3 separate regions of the Hordeum vulgare genome follow, and all the other regions are linked to region 3. A link is a contact called in public Hi-C data. All regions are on one chromosome and are shown on one strand. The core of a region is the stretch at or near the end of the contact, and the rest is flanking DNA. Distances in the headings are between cores, read along the strand shown.

Region 1 (4,516 bases), core at 1,917-4,416, 270 kb after region 3:
TCCTCACGTATTTACTTAATTGGTTGACTACTCATTGATCTTCACTTATATCTTTCGAGAGTAGTTTGATGTTTACTCTTGTGCTTCACTTATATCAAATTGTTAATGAATGAAATATCATAAATTTGAAATTATCAATGTTCTTTATCCTTAGTAGTAGTTCACATTTGGTTTAGAAAGTAAAATCTACTGAAGTTTGACAATCACAATATTGGTCATACAAGCAATTCTTGAATGATTAGTACAAGTAAGGGAACTTTCACACACAAATATATTATGTTGGACATCTTTTATGATTGTGAATACACATTAATTATTTTCAACCTTCATCAAATAGTTGAAGTTGGACAAGGAAGACAACGTATTTTTATGTTTGGGTATATTTGCATAGAAGTTATATTGTCATGAATCCTCCAACATGTGGTGCTTGTTTAAAACCTTTTGCTAGCCAAAACTTCGTACTAAGTACAGATACTACTTGTGCATCCAAATCCTTGAGGCAAGTTTATTCCATGAGAGTCCACCATACCTACATATATATGGTATTCCATTGCCATTCTAAGTAAATTTGCATGTGCCACCTCTAAAACCTTCAAATAAACATCCGTTTTGTGTGCCCATACCGCTCATGGAGCGATCGGGGCGATCAATATCTTTCATGCTAAGCGGGTTATTCTCATGATGAGTGTTTATTCACTTGTCATTGCACGACAAAGGCTGGTAAAAAGGATGCTCAGTTCTGCATAATACAAAAAATAAATAAACATGACCCCCCTAGAAATTTGATTGTTTGGGGGCACCCGTGGATACGGCTAGCCATGGAAAGTGTTTGAATGGTTGGAGGTGAGTAGAATTTCAATTCTGTTTGGGAACTGCCAATAATGTGATTATCATGAAAGATGTTGAAATCCCTTGTTGTAACATTGATAGCAAAGGCAGACCACCCAAAATATATTCATCTCTCTTTTAAACAATGAGCTCTCGCACCTCTACAAATCCTTGCCTCCCTCTCCGAAGGGGCAATCTATTTACTTTTACACCATTTACTTTTCATGTTGAGTCAACTTCTTTGAATTTAGAGTTTTTAAGTTTGTGCCCACAAACTAATTAAATATATTTTATTTTTTAATTAACAATGAACTAATTTAAACTACATTTCATGAGTTCCAATCTGCAAAAAGGATCGCATGAATTGGATTTTGTAAATTGAAAGTTGGCCTAATTGGTATTTAAATCATTATGTTTAAAATCATTTTTTATTAAATTATTCCAAAAGTACATCTCCTAAGAATTCATTTGTAAAAAGAATCATTCAATTTGGATCTATGGATAATTAGTTATGATAGTTTTAAATTCGAGTGCTCTTTTGCAAAATTGCATTTTCTTTTTAAGTAACAATTTTCTTTCGGATAATGTTGTCAATGTCACAACTTCTGGTTGGCAAGTCTCGGTTCATTTAAGTGATTAAACTTGGGCTGTCCAATCCAGATCTAACATCAGAAATCAAAATGAAGAAGGGCAGGGTTTGACGTCATCAGGTCTCCTCACCGGAGAGTCATCAAAAAACACGTGCACGATGGCGCAGTGTTCGGTCGTCGAGGTTGCCGGCGTTCCAGGGGCTCCTAGGCTATGCGAGGGGTACAATTTGACACACTGCGAGACAACGAATATGATGGTGGTGTTGGCTGGCCTCGGGGATGACGAAGACAACGACGGGGAGGCTCGTCAGAGTTGCTGGCGGCTTGAGCGTCGTCGATGTGCTCAAACGCGGGCGCTCCTGGATGTAGGACTTGGTCAGAAGGTGCACACGAGCATGGGGAGGCAGATGGAAAAAGGTGCAGGGCCAAATGCAAGAGGCTCACCCGAGCAACGACGGCAGCGGCGCCCATCTTCGGCCTCCATCAAACTCGGGGCTACAGGGGGCCCCGGGCTCATCGGAGATGTCCACGGGGTCGCCTCGATGCGGTGGATCTCCTGGAGGGGTCGGGTGGTCGCGAGGGGGTAGAGGCTCGTTGGAATCTCGTCGCGGTCTCTTTGTCAAGGTGGAGACGTTGATGGTGGTGTGGGTAGCCCAATGGCGCTCCGGTGGAATCGTGTGAGTGAGAGGGAGAGAGAGAGAGCGGGCACGACATGGTCAGCTGGCTGGGCCATTTTTTCTTTCTCTTTTCTTTTCTGTTTTTGGTTCATGTTCTTTGTTTTCATTTTTCAAATTTGAATTTGAATTTTCTTCGAAAAAATCCTAAATTATCTCGGGAATATTTCTGACTAAATGAATATTTCTCCAAGGGTTTTTGAGAAACTGTATTTTGTCAATAACTAGTGAACCTATTTGAATTGTTTTACTTTTCCTTTTTCTAATTTTCTTGTTCTGTTTATTATATCGAGAATTTTCCTTATAGTTTAATTGCCCAAATTAAACTGTTTGCAAATTCTAGTCCACTCAAAAATAATTAGGGCAAATATCATCTTAGAAAAAAAAATCCTGTCGTTATGCAAGTTTTCCTAAAACAATTTAAGAGACCTACATGACTTTCACTCAAAGTGGAATTTGAATTCAAATGTCTGTCTTGTTGGCTCTAAAAATCAAATGTGCAAGGAAATGATGGATGCATATGCTTCTAAGTTCATAACTGAAATTTAGTAAAATTTGGGTTGTATAACCATATACACTTATATCATTTTTTATGGCTGCAACTCCTTGATGAGGATCATATACTAGTATGATTTGAAGAAAGTACTTCATCCATTTCATGATGTAATGCGTCCGTGTTTTCTGAGATTTAAGTTTAACCATGAATTTAGTCAATGAGGCCGACTACGGGAAGCATAAATTGTGTCACTGGATTCATATTGAAATACGAATCCACTGGTATACGAATTCAGTGGTATAATTTATGCTCCCCCGAGTTGGTCTTGTTGGTTAAATTTATGATTAAATTTTAAGCTTGAAAATCGAGGACGCATTACATTATAAAACGAAGGGAGTAACATAAATGATAAATGCATATGTTATTAGTCTAAATTACTTTTCACTATGAATAGCCTACAAAGGTTCTCTGATTTTTTTTTACGTGCAAATTTTTTTCCTGCAGATTAGAGTATTTTCCAATGTAAAACATCAAACAGACTCACAGAGAGGATTGAACACTTGATGCTTTGCAGCTCTTGGGGATTGCGCCAAGAGGACGCCTGCTCTTCTTTTTGATACGCTCGATGAGGTGGCGAGGGGCAAAAACTTTAAAAGCTCGCATTAACCTTCTTGGTAGCAGGAGAAGAACATTGACCAGGGTTAAGTAAACTAGTAGTACTAACGCCATCAGTTGGTCTAGGAAGTAGGGCATGGTATACTCTATCCTGAATCTGAATTCGGATGAGACATGCATTCAGAGTCCGTTTTCTAAACAAGCGAGCCTGCGTGAGGTGAGGTATGGCGCAAGGCATCTTCGTGCACGCATGCTTGGTCTCCGGCCTACTACTCCACTCCCACTTTGAGTAGCACTCCGTCAGCTCCGAGGAAAGAAAAGAAGCCATACAAAAAGCCAAGGCCGTCTGCCAAACCCAGACAACGACGCCTCCTCGCAGGCTCGCCCTCCTACACTCATTCACTGTCCCGCTCCGCCCCGTCGACACCACTCTCTATACTATAGATCGAACGCCATGGCACGCCGGACCAACCACACCGCCTCGCCCCCCATGAACGCCACGGCGGCGACCATGGTCGTCCCGTCTCCGCCTCCCCGTAGGCCGCTGCCTCACGCCAGCGGCGACGCCTGGGGACCCTACACCAGCTCCCGGGCATTCTTCTCCAACGTGGCCACCATCCTCATCATCCTCGCCTGCGTCTCCCTCCTCGCCTTCTCCCTCCACGCCGCCGCCCGCTTCCTCCTCCGCCGCCTCGCCAGCCGCCGCGCCGCGCGTGCGCGTGCGCGGGCGCAGGGGCAGCCACAGCCGCCGAAGCCTCCGTCCGACGCCGCGACCGCCGAATTCTCCGTGGAGGCCGGGGCAGGGGCAGGCGTTCAGTTGGCCGGCGGATGGGGCGACGCGGAGTGCGCTATCTGCCTGTCGGAGCTGGCAGACGGCGAGCGCGTCCGCGTGCTCCCGGCGTGCGGCCACCCCTTCCACGGGGCCTGCGTGGACGGGTGGCTCGCGGCACGCGCGAGCTGCCCCACCTGCCGCGCGCCGTCCCGGCTGTCGCGGGCCGGAGAGCCGTAGCCAAACCAGGACGCTGTCACCTCCGGCGCTGGGTCAGTCATGGATCCGTGGTCACTCTTGTCTGTACCGCCGACAAGAAGCGACATCAAGTGCGTCACGGTGGGGGAGCTTGCCGGAGCTCAGCTCTGTCGTCGCGTGATTTGTAATCGAGTGCTTGTACTACTACTCCTTGATGGCGTCTGACAATGCAAATCGACTACGGCCATATCCATCAGCTCGGATCGTAATTTGCAATCATTGCTCTTGCATTCTCATCTCATGTCAAGCTTGCATTGCATGACGCATCTGTCGGATTCTTGCACAC
Region 2 (4,585 bases), core at 1,673-4,172, 470 kb before region 3:
GGGGCCCACCAGCCTTACTTGGACTGGACGCCCCCGATCAGGACGTAAGTCAAGGTTCAATGGACCGTTGGTCCCATTGAAAAAGAGATCAGCCTAACACAAACATGTACTTCCTTTGTAAAGAAGTATAAGAGCATTTAGATCTAAACGCTCTTATATTTTCTTACGGAGAAAGTACTATTCAAATGGACGTTGTATTGCAATGCGGGGTTTTCTTTATTCCCCTATTCTTTTTTAATCTAGTAAGAATCACGTGAGTTCATGCTTAGCTCTTTCATGGTCGACACTTCGTTGCAAAAAAAAATGCTCGCACTTCCATGTAAGTATACAAATATATATTTTCTCAATAATCTCGTATTAAAAAAATATAATTCCAAGATGGTTATTTAATGCACGTTGTTCGTGCAAACGGACCTGCGCACCTGGTCTGGCAGGAAATTCGCATCACGAGAGGGAGCATCGCAGTACGCCCGCTGCAACCAAAGCACTACTCTGTCCGAATGGAGTATATTAAAATGCGGGATGCCCAAAATTCAAGGCACCTGGCCATGACCTTGCCAAGATAGCTCCAATGGCTAGTAGAAACGTTTCGTTCAAAGTAACTCGCGCGCCATTCGCTACGCTCTGCCAGTGCCAGGCGGTCAGTGCTGACTGGTAAAAAGGCCCCAAATACAGTACAAATATACAATTGCGTTCTTCTCGTATATACCTCAGGACTCTGGTGAAATTTTTTGGCTGGCACCCCCGTGGCCTCTAGTCCACTGGCTCCACTTTAATGCACTAGTAATTTGGGTGTCGTAGATGGGACGGTAAGGGTGCAGTTATCAGGCTACTGATTGTACGCTATATGTGCGGTGCTGTGTCCATCATCCTACTGCACATACTACGAGTTTGCAGTAATGACGGAGAGCCGTAGGCAGCAGGTGGATTTGGCACGGGGCCTGCTGAATTGCTCAGGTGAAGAGGAAGAAGGGAATCCTGCACGCCATGACACTACTACCAGACATGGTATTCTTCTGGAACCATGGGCATGGCAGCTTCCTTTAAAGAAAAACAAGGCATCTAGCTAGCTTCTTGCTTCACACCAAAGATAACCCGACCATGGACATTGCCACTTCTGCCTCTCATGATTCAAACAACTTCGAAAAGCTTTCTTCCCGAGACTCCACTAAAAAGGCGCCACCTCTACGGCAATATCCTAACAGACCAAAGCTAAACCCCAAAGCTTAGTAGAGTGGTGGTAATCCCTACACCTAACACGACCTAATAGACTCCTACTAAAACTACTTTCTAATAAGTTCTAGTAGTAGGGCAACAACTAAATAGAGGACGCCAAGAAAAATCCACGAGGAGTACGTTACAACAGACTAATCAACGACACGGCCGAAAAAGATGTACACTAGCCGCCGCGGGGAGGGGCGGCTAGAACGAGGCAACGGCCGGCGCGGCGGCGGCGACCTCGATGACGACGACGCCGACGGGGTCCTTCTTGCGGCGCATCTCCAGCACCTTGCGGTGGGAGTTGGAGTGCAGGTTGCCCACGAAGGTGGGGCTGCACGCCGGCCGGTACTCCGGGAGGAGCCGCCCCGACTTGAACCGCACGCCGCAGGCGTTGCACAGCGTCTTGGCGCCCTCCGGCCCCGCGCGCCACTGGGGCGTCTTCTGGACGCCGCAGTGGCTGCAGCGCCGGTCTCCCTGGACCGGCGGGGAGGCGGCGCCGCCCGACAGCTGTGGCGGGAGATGGCTCCTTGGCTTGCGCCCGCGCTTCTTGGGCTTGTGCTTGGACTTCTTGTTCTTGTTCTTCGTGCGTGGCGCTTCGTCCAGGAGGTTGAAGGTGGGGGAGTCCATTAGGAAAAAGGACGACAGGGAGGCCGACGAGGAGCAGGAGGAGCTGGTGGCGGACGACGACGCCGAGTCGGATATGGACGCGCCGGAGAGCGACCACACGGTGGTGCCGCGCGAGCGCTTGCTACGCTTCTTGGACCTCACCGGCACCAACGCTTCAGTGGAAAGCGCGCATATTGTCGGGGTCCGCATAGGGTCCACGGCCGGCACGGCGCTTTCCTGCGGCCGGCGGTGCTGCGGTGGCCACGCCGCTGGCGCTGGGAGCTGCGGCGGAGGCGGGAGCTCTGCCTGCGAGTCGTCCATGATACGCGACACCCACTCCAGTTCCTCCGCGTCGTGGGCCTACACAGAAAGCACGCAAAAGAAATGAATAACGCTGTAGACCTAAAATAGCGCCGTCTGGCCGGAGAAAGCAAAAAAAAGGGTCAAACGTCTTACCGGCAGGTCCATCTCCGGCGGAAGAAGCGGCATGAGCTCGTAGGAGACCGCCGACGAGCCGTGCGAGTCACTGCACTTTTCCTCCTCCTCGGTGGCCGGAGCCGTCTCGCAGAGAAAGCCGTCTTCCTTGTCCACCTCGCAGAGCTCCTCAAGGTCAAGGAGCTCCTCCACCGAGAAGCCGTCACCCAACAGCCCGGCTCCCCACGCCGTCGGCCCAGCGACCGCGGCGGCCGCCACCTCCTCGACTGCCTCGTACGGCCTGAGGCTACTTCTCAGCGCAGACATCCTCTCCGCCTGAAACCGCACCCACAGAAAGCAGGAGAGCAAGCTCTCGTCAGTTCCCTCTCTTGCTAAACAATAACCGTCTCACTCTCTCTCTCACACACACACGTCTGAGGACAGAGAGGCTATGCATGCTTACCTGCAGGGAGCCGTGGTGGTGCGCGAACGACGACGACATGGCGGAGGCGGCTGCAGAGGAGGAGGAGTGGGAAAGGGTAGGGAGGGAGGCGTTGAGGAGGTGAGGAGCAGAGGAAAAGGCAGCGGCAGGGGCGGAAGAGATGAGTGTCTGGTGGGTCATTGAATGGCTGCCAAAGTCCGTGTCCGCAACAAATGCACTGTTGCGTTATGTTGTTTTCCCCCACCCTTTTTCACCCGCTTTGCTCTCCCTCAATCACGTTGCTCCACTCCATTTCTTTTTCATCGTCAAGAAAAATAATGTTTAATTATGCACAAGTGCTAATAGTCAATAGTCATGTTTTTAGAGCAACGCCAACGTCCCGGTCCAAACGGACGATGTTTTTATTTTTTTTTGTTTATTTGGATCGACCGTCCGCTCGACGTCTGTCCTATTTCAGATTTGGATGGCAGTGCGTCCAACATCCACGACCCATTTTATGTCCGTGCACACATTTGAAAAGTAGATCAAGCCAGTGATCATGTCGTTGTCCAAATTTCATGCCGATAGCATGCCACGGTCGACATATAATGTCAGATTCAGAAAATAGTTCATGTGTGGCGCACGTGCGAGCGGTCGATACATATGTCAGCACACAAAAAGGGACGGGAGTTCGACCAGGCCATCATGGCCGTGGTCATGCCAACACACTTGCTGGCATACAAAAAAGGATGACGCTCGAAGCCATAGATCACTCGTCGTTGAACTTGAGCATGTCGGCCTGCATCTTCTCGAACCACGGTCTCTTCCTTGACGACATGGTGTTGAGATCCACCTTCATGATCTCCATCCCCGTCATCATGCTAACGAGAGCCACTTCTTTCGCCTTGGTCTTGGCATTGACGGCATGATCTCTAGCATCTTGGCATGGTTCTCCGCCTCCATCTCAAGCATCCTGATTTGCTTCTCCGCCTCCATCTCAAGCCCCCCCCCTTGAATCTCCATGAAGGCGTTCATTTTCTCTTCCTTGTCTTGTCGGTGCTTCTCCTACCTTGAATCCCTCTTGGTCATCATGCCCTCCACGGTTGCACTCAAGGAGATTGACGCCGCATCCCACTTGTCGTCCTTCTAGTAGTTGGTCTTTCCCTGCGGCCGTGGCTTCTCACCCTCCCCAACCTCCTCCACGGCTTCCTCCCCCCCCCCCAATACGTTGTGAGGGTGGCATATTGGAGCTTGAACTTCTCCTCATCTTTGATGATCCTTCAACAATGAGAAAGGTTGAAGGACTTGCCTTCATGTTGGACAACGAATGTCTCTAAAGCTTGGAACGCCTACAAATAAATTACACGCAAGTATATTAACAAATAAACATGTAAACAAAGAGGGGGTATGCATACCATGTCTTGTATGTCGATCGTGCACGGGGCGTGCTTGATGCTCTTATAAGTGGCACAAAACTTGTTGCATTCTTGTTGGATCACTTTCCATCGCTTTAAAATGGACACCCGCCCTCGCGTGCTTTGCATTTGGTACGACGTGAACTTCTTGCGTTCGCCAAACTCACGACGGACACAAATTCAAAAGGTTGATGCCTTTTGATCGGCGCCGACCTTGGGGTCTTGCCCAATGTCCCTCCAACATTCACAAAGGAGCTTGTCCTCAACCCTCGTGTATGCCTTCGTTTGTTTGCTCTTTCGCTTGGGCTGCACCTCGGTGACTTGGGTGACGAGCTCGTCCTCGAACAGAGGCTCTCCGTCAATGTCCGCCTCATCCTCTTCCTTGAGGCTATAGTCATCCGGAAACACGTGGTCGGGTGGGAAGCCGTCCAGGTCCAGGCCGACCTGATCTTGCACGAAGGCTAGCTGCATGCGAGCTTGGTCATAGGTCAACGGAGTGAACGGTCCA
Region 3 (4,492 bases), core at 900-3,399:
TCAAGCATGTAGTGCTGAGGAATGCTTATCTTGATCTTGTCCTTGTTAGCACATGAGCTTGTCCTTATCAACACATGATCATTAACAATAGCTTAAGAGGGGATTAGTGATTAGTTGTCTATATGTGTGTTGTCAGCAACATCAAAACATGATAAATGGCATGATTGCACTTTCATCGAGGAGCTTGGGTGCAGCTTATATAGAGTGCGACACGACGGGCCGAATGCCATTAGGAGGGTGAGTTAATGCTAATAACTTCGGAAGTTACTAGTAACAGCTGCTCTAAGTGCGGTGTTACTAGTAACGCCGATCTTCATTGTGCTTTATGTGGTAGTTTAAGTCTCTTGCCGTTGCAGTCTCTTTCTCATTGTGACTTTGCTTTAGTCCGAGTGTCGGAGCACGTCCGATTGATCGAAGGCGGTCCGAGTGACCCTGTGCATCCGAGGGAGAATCTGTTCGCCCGAGTGAGACCGAGACTGCGTCGATAGCTTTAAGAACATTGATGACTGTGTGGGACCCTAGGTGGGCCCTGAAATGCACGTCCATGGGTCTACCGCTAATGGACAAGCCCATCATGTCCAACAACATACATTATATTTTTGTTTTGTGGTACCGCATGACATTCAATTATATGTTACAATGTGGCAACGGATCACGAGACAGGGGAGTCATGGGTGAAGCAAGCATCGTCCCCCTTGATGGCGGTGGCACATCAACACCAACACGGAGGAAGGGGATCAAAACAGAGCGCGAAGTATGGTTTAAAGGAGAGAGGCTGTCATGGCTAAGATGAGATCGACATCATCTGTTTTTTTAGGAGCGGGCTCCAACACGAAATGTGTCGCTAAGGTGGGAAACAAAGTGAGAAGGGGAGGGTCCGGCAGGAAAAATCGCGGGATGGGGATTTTGTGTTGGGACTGCCTATTAACGATAACATGACGGATAATTTGGTCAACCACTTTTCTCCCCCGCATATGGCTGGATTTGAGGGAGCGCAAACTGTCGAGGTGGCTTGATTTTGAGTGGCCCGGTGGGCATCCATTTAATATCCAAACACACCCATATGTATGAGGGGGAAATGAGCTTTAATCTTGAAGGCAATTCTAATCATTTATTGTATTTATTTATATACACTACGAGGGAAATTTTACTAGTGAAGTATAATCGGATTAACAAAAAGGATGAGCTTTTTGTATGTCGTTAAAATAAACTAATTTTCGACTTACCTTAATAAATGGAAAAGTTCTTTTACGAGGGAAATAATATTCTCATTATTCAAGGGGGGACGAATGGATAAGTTGACTCCATAAAAGTATGCACTGCCGACACGGTTTTTCATTTTATTTTATGGCGGGAAGAAACTTCCAAGAAAAAGAACAATATTTTGGACAAACCTTAACAAATGGATAAAGTTGACTTCCGATATTCCCGCAATAAAAAGAAGAAGGCACCATATAGTAATACATCAACCATTGTCTAGAGTAAACCGATCGCGTTTAAAATAACGAGAGGCCAAATTATAGCCGTTGTTGAGGTGGTGTCGGCCGGAGCCGGAGCCGGAGCTGCACGTTCTCGACCAATACACGTTAGTGGTGAGCAGTTCTCCGATATTCACCGGCCACCGAAGAAGCCACACCTTCAGAAGCGGTCCACCGCTCACTACTACTACTCCGTCGAACGGCCAAGCATTTGAATTTGCTCGTCGCACTGTCCGTCTGCCCCCCGCACGAAATTTCCACGCCGCATTAACTTGCCGAGATAAATACACGGCACGTATACCATGGATGTTCCGTTCTTTACTTCCCCGGCATCCCTTGTCCCTTCCCTCGTACGTATCCGGTTCTGTGTGCGCTCAGATTTCGCCAAGCATACCATATTACCATCCGAGTGATTCATTACTCTTGGACTTGGTGCAGGTGAACCAGCACTACATTGTCATCACATTTCGGATCGATCTCGCCACCAGTAGCCACTTATTCGTACAATACGATGCCAGCATCAGCACGGGCGTACAAAACTTGTGAGTACGTGAAAAGCACTTAACTGAAACAATATAGAACGTAAAGGGCCTGCATGCAAAAGCGCCCACTAAGCAAGATCATTGAAAACGAGCCCTGCGAAAGAGGAGACAGAGGAATCCAAGCAACGGTCTCCTGGGGTTGGCAGAAAGAAAAAGAAAAAAAGGAAAGGAAAAAAAAGATCGAGCCACCGTCTCTTACACTCCTGACCCTTCTCTCCCCCCAAATCGATCGTCGTGGGGAGCAGTCGCACGCGGTGAGGCCGGCGCCACTCCCAGCCCCCCGACTCCAAAACCCCCCACTTCCCCGCGAATCCCCCACCTGAAATCGCCCCAGCCATGGCCGCCGCCGCCGTCCGGAGAAACGTCGCTTCCTCGCCCTCCGGAGCCGCCCGTCTTCGCCAAGCCTTGGTATAGTAACTTACCCGCTTTTCCTTTATTATGTTATTGCTTGAGCATTATTGGTCACCAGAGGAGAGGGGAGGAGAGCTGCTGTTGCGGCTGGTTGGTGGCGACGTCGATGTGAGCCTGCCAGGGCTACTGTTTTCGGTTGTTAGGGAGTGCTTAGGTCAGGCGATTGCTTCGCGCAGATCTGCTAATAACTACGAATTCCTCGGGAAGGAGGATGGTTAGCGTGACAGGGGCGCCATAGATTTGGGATAATCGGTGGTTCTCCGGTGGTGCCCGGCCATCGGACATGCTAACCACTGTCCTGAATCCTGATGATGCGCGTAATTACTGCTAGCGAAGGGTCCACATAAAAATGCTTGCCTTCTCCTCCACCCGCAGCAGCAGCGAGCTCGTCAACAGCCTTGCCCGGCACTCAAATCCACTGGGATAGGACAGATTCGTGCGTCCTGCCGTGTTGCCTTCTTGTCTGCTTCTTCTTTATTCCTGTACGTATCATATGTGCCTTGCTTCTTGGCTGTGGTCTTATAATGCTGCATTTCTGGCAGACGGTGTAGGGAGAGGTGAAGGAGGGGGCAGGTAAGTGTGGGAGCGAATGGGGGCGATTGGAGGCGACGAATCCGTGCAGTGGGACAAGATGAATGGAGCTGAGGTGGTGAACGGCGGTGGAAGTGGCGCAGGAAGCCTGGATAGGATACAGGTCTTGGTGAGGGTGAGACCTCTGAGTGACAAGGAGATTGCAAGGGGTGAGCCTGCGGAGTGGGAGTGCATCAATGACACCACCATCATGTTTCGGAGTACCTTCCCGGATCGACCCACAGCTCCAACCGCATACACATTTGGTCAGTGCACTGTGTTCTTCTCTTCTCATGCTTACATCTTTTGTGGTTTTTCATTGCGCTGGTCTTCAGTATGCTTAATTAGTTTTAGTACTGTTTTTTGGGAGCATTTTCATAACACCTGATGTAGAGTACTACAACGGCTCTCAGAAGCAACACTCAAACATCATATTTCCCTACACAATTTCATGTATACTTGATGTGTATATTATTACTGCATAGTGATCATGCCTTTATCTATTGTTGACTTATTGTTTAAATCATTTCAATGTGCTCAATTGCTCAATTGCTATGTAGGGATCTCAGGTGAGTTGGGGTTATTAGTTGGTAATACTCGTATAGTTTGGTTCCATTTTCCTAGTGTGCATCCTTGTTAAACATAAATCTCTTGTATTTGCAGACAGGGTATTTCATTCTGAGTGCAGTACGAAAGAAGTCTACCAGGAAGGGGTCAAGGAAGTTGCCCTCTCTGTAGTTGGTGGCATTAACTGTGAGTGCAAACTGCACAAAAGCTTATGAGTCCAAAATTGTGAAACATCATAGCGTTTGAACTAAATCAGAGTGTGTCTTCTCTCTCAGCAAGTGTTTTCGCGTATGGGCAAACAAGTAGTGGGAAAACATATACTATGACTGGAGTGACAGAGTGCACAGTAGCAGATATATATGATTATATTAACAAGGTGATCAACTCCCTACCAACCATAGCTTCCATGGCCAGGTTTTGGTCTCGATTGTTACAAAGTCCTCAAATCAGTGTTTCTTTTTCAGCATGAGGAGAGAGCATTTGTGTTGAAGTTCTCAGCAATTGAAATATATAATGAAGTTGTTAGGGATCTTCTGAGTGCAGAAAATACTCCTCTTAGACTTTGGGATGATGCAGAGGTAATAAGGTGCTCCTTCTCAGCATTGTTAACTTTGAGTAATGTTATGCTCATGTTTGCTAACCGGTTTATTGTTGTTTATTCTACAGAAAGGCACCTACGTGGAGAATCTTATGGAGGTTATATTAAGGGACTGGAACCACCTCAAGGGACTTATTTCTGTTTGCGAAGGTTTAATATTGCTTACTAATAGCAGCTTCCATTTTGTGGAAATTATGGTTATTGTATGTTCTCATTTGTGCTTTACGTGATTGTAATAGCTCAAAGGAGAACCGGGGAGACCTTCTTAAATGAAAAAAGCTCCAGATCCCATCAAATACTTAAATTGGTCTGTCCTTAACTTGATT

Evidence for each region. Hi-C and Micro-C count contacts between places; a contact is called where the count stands out from the background.
Region 1: a Hi-C map of seedling shows a contact between it and region 3, with 2.5 times the contacts expected there. The contact joins the promoter of LOC123402421 here to the promoter of LOC123406045 in region 3. A contact is called at or near these places in 4 of 6 Hi-C or Micro-C datasets (leaf and seedling).
Region 2: a Hi-C map of leaf shows a contact between it and region 3, with 6 times the contacts expected there. The contact joins the promoter of LOC123403401 here to the promoter of LOC123406045 in region 3. A contact is called at or near these places in 2 of 6 Hi-C or Micro-C datasets (leaf and seedling).

The regions. Positions count from the first base shown.
Region 1 is chr6H:398,673,774-398,678,289 of MorexV3_pseudomolecules_assembly, reverse strand. It overlaps LOC123402421 (RING-H2 finger protein ATL79-like), which reads left to right and starts at 3,166. Exons shown (of 1, transcript XM_045096347.1): 1 at 3,166-4,426. The coding sequence starts at 3,658. The coding sequence ends at 4,212.
Region 2 is chr6H:399,408,531-399,413,115 of MorexV3_pseudomolecules_assembly, reverse strand. It overlaps LOC123403401 (GATA transcription factor 6-like), which reads right to left and starts at 2,922. Exons shown (of 3, transcript XM_045097336.1): 1 at 2,705-2,922; 2 at 2,284-2,577; 3 at 1,079-2,187. The coding sequence starts at 2,863. The coding sequence ends at 1,423.
Region 3 is chr6H:398,939,355-398,943,846 of MorexV3_pseudomolecules_assembly, reverse strand. LOC123406045 (kinesin-like protein KIN-7C) reads left to right here and starts at 2,149. Exons shown (of 14, transcript XM_045099544.1): 1 at 2,149-2,428; 2 at 2,974-3,267; 3 at 3,665-3,754; 4 at 3,844-3,944; 5 at 4,033-4,146; 6 at 4,235-4,316; 7 at 4,406-4,473. The coding sequence starts at 3,021.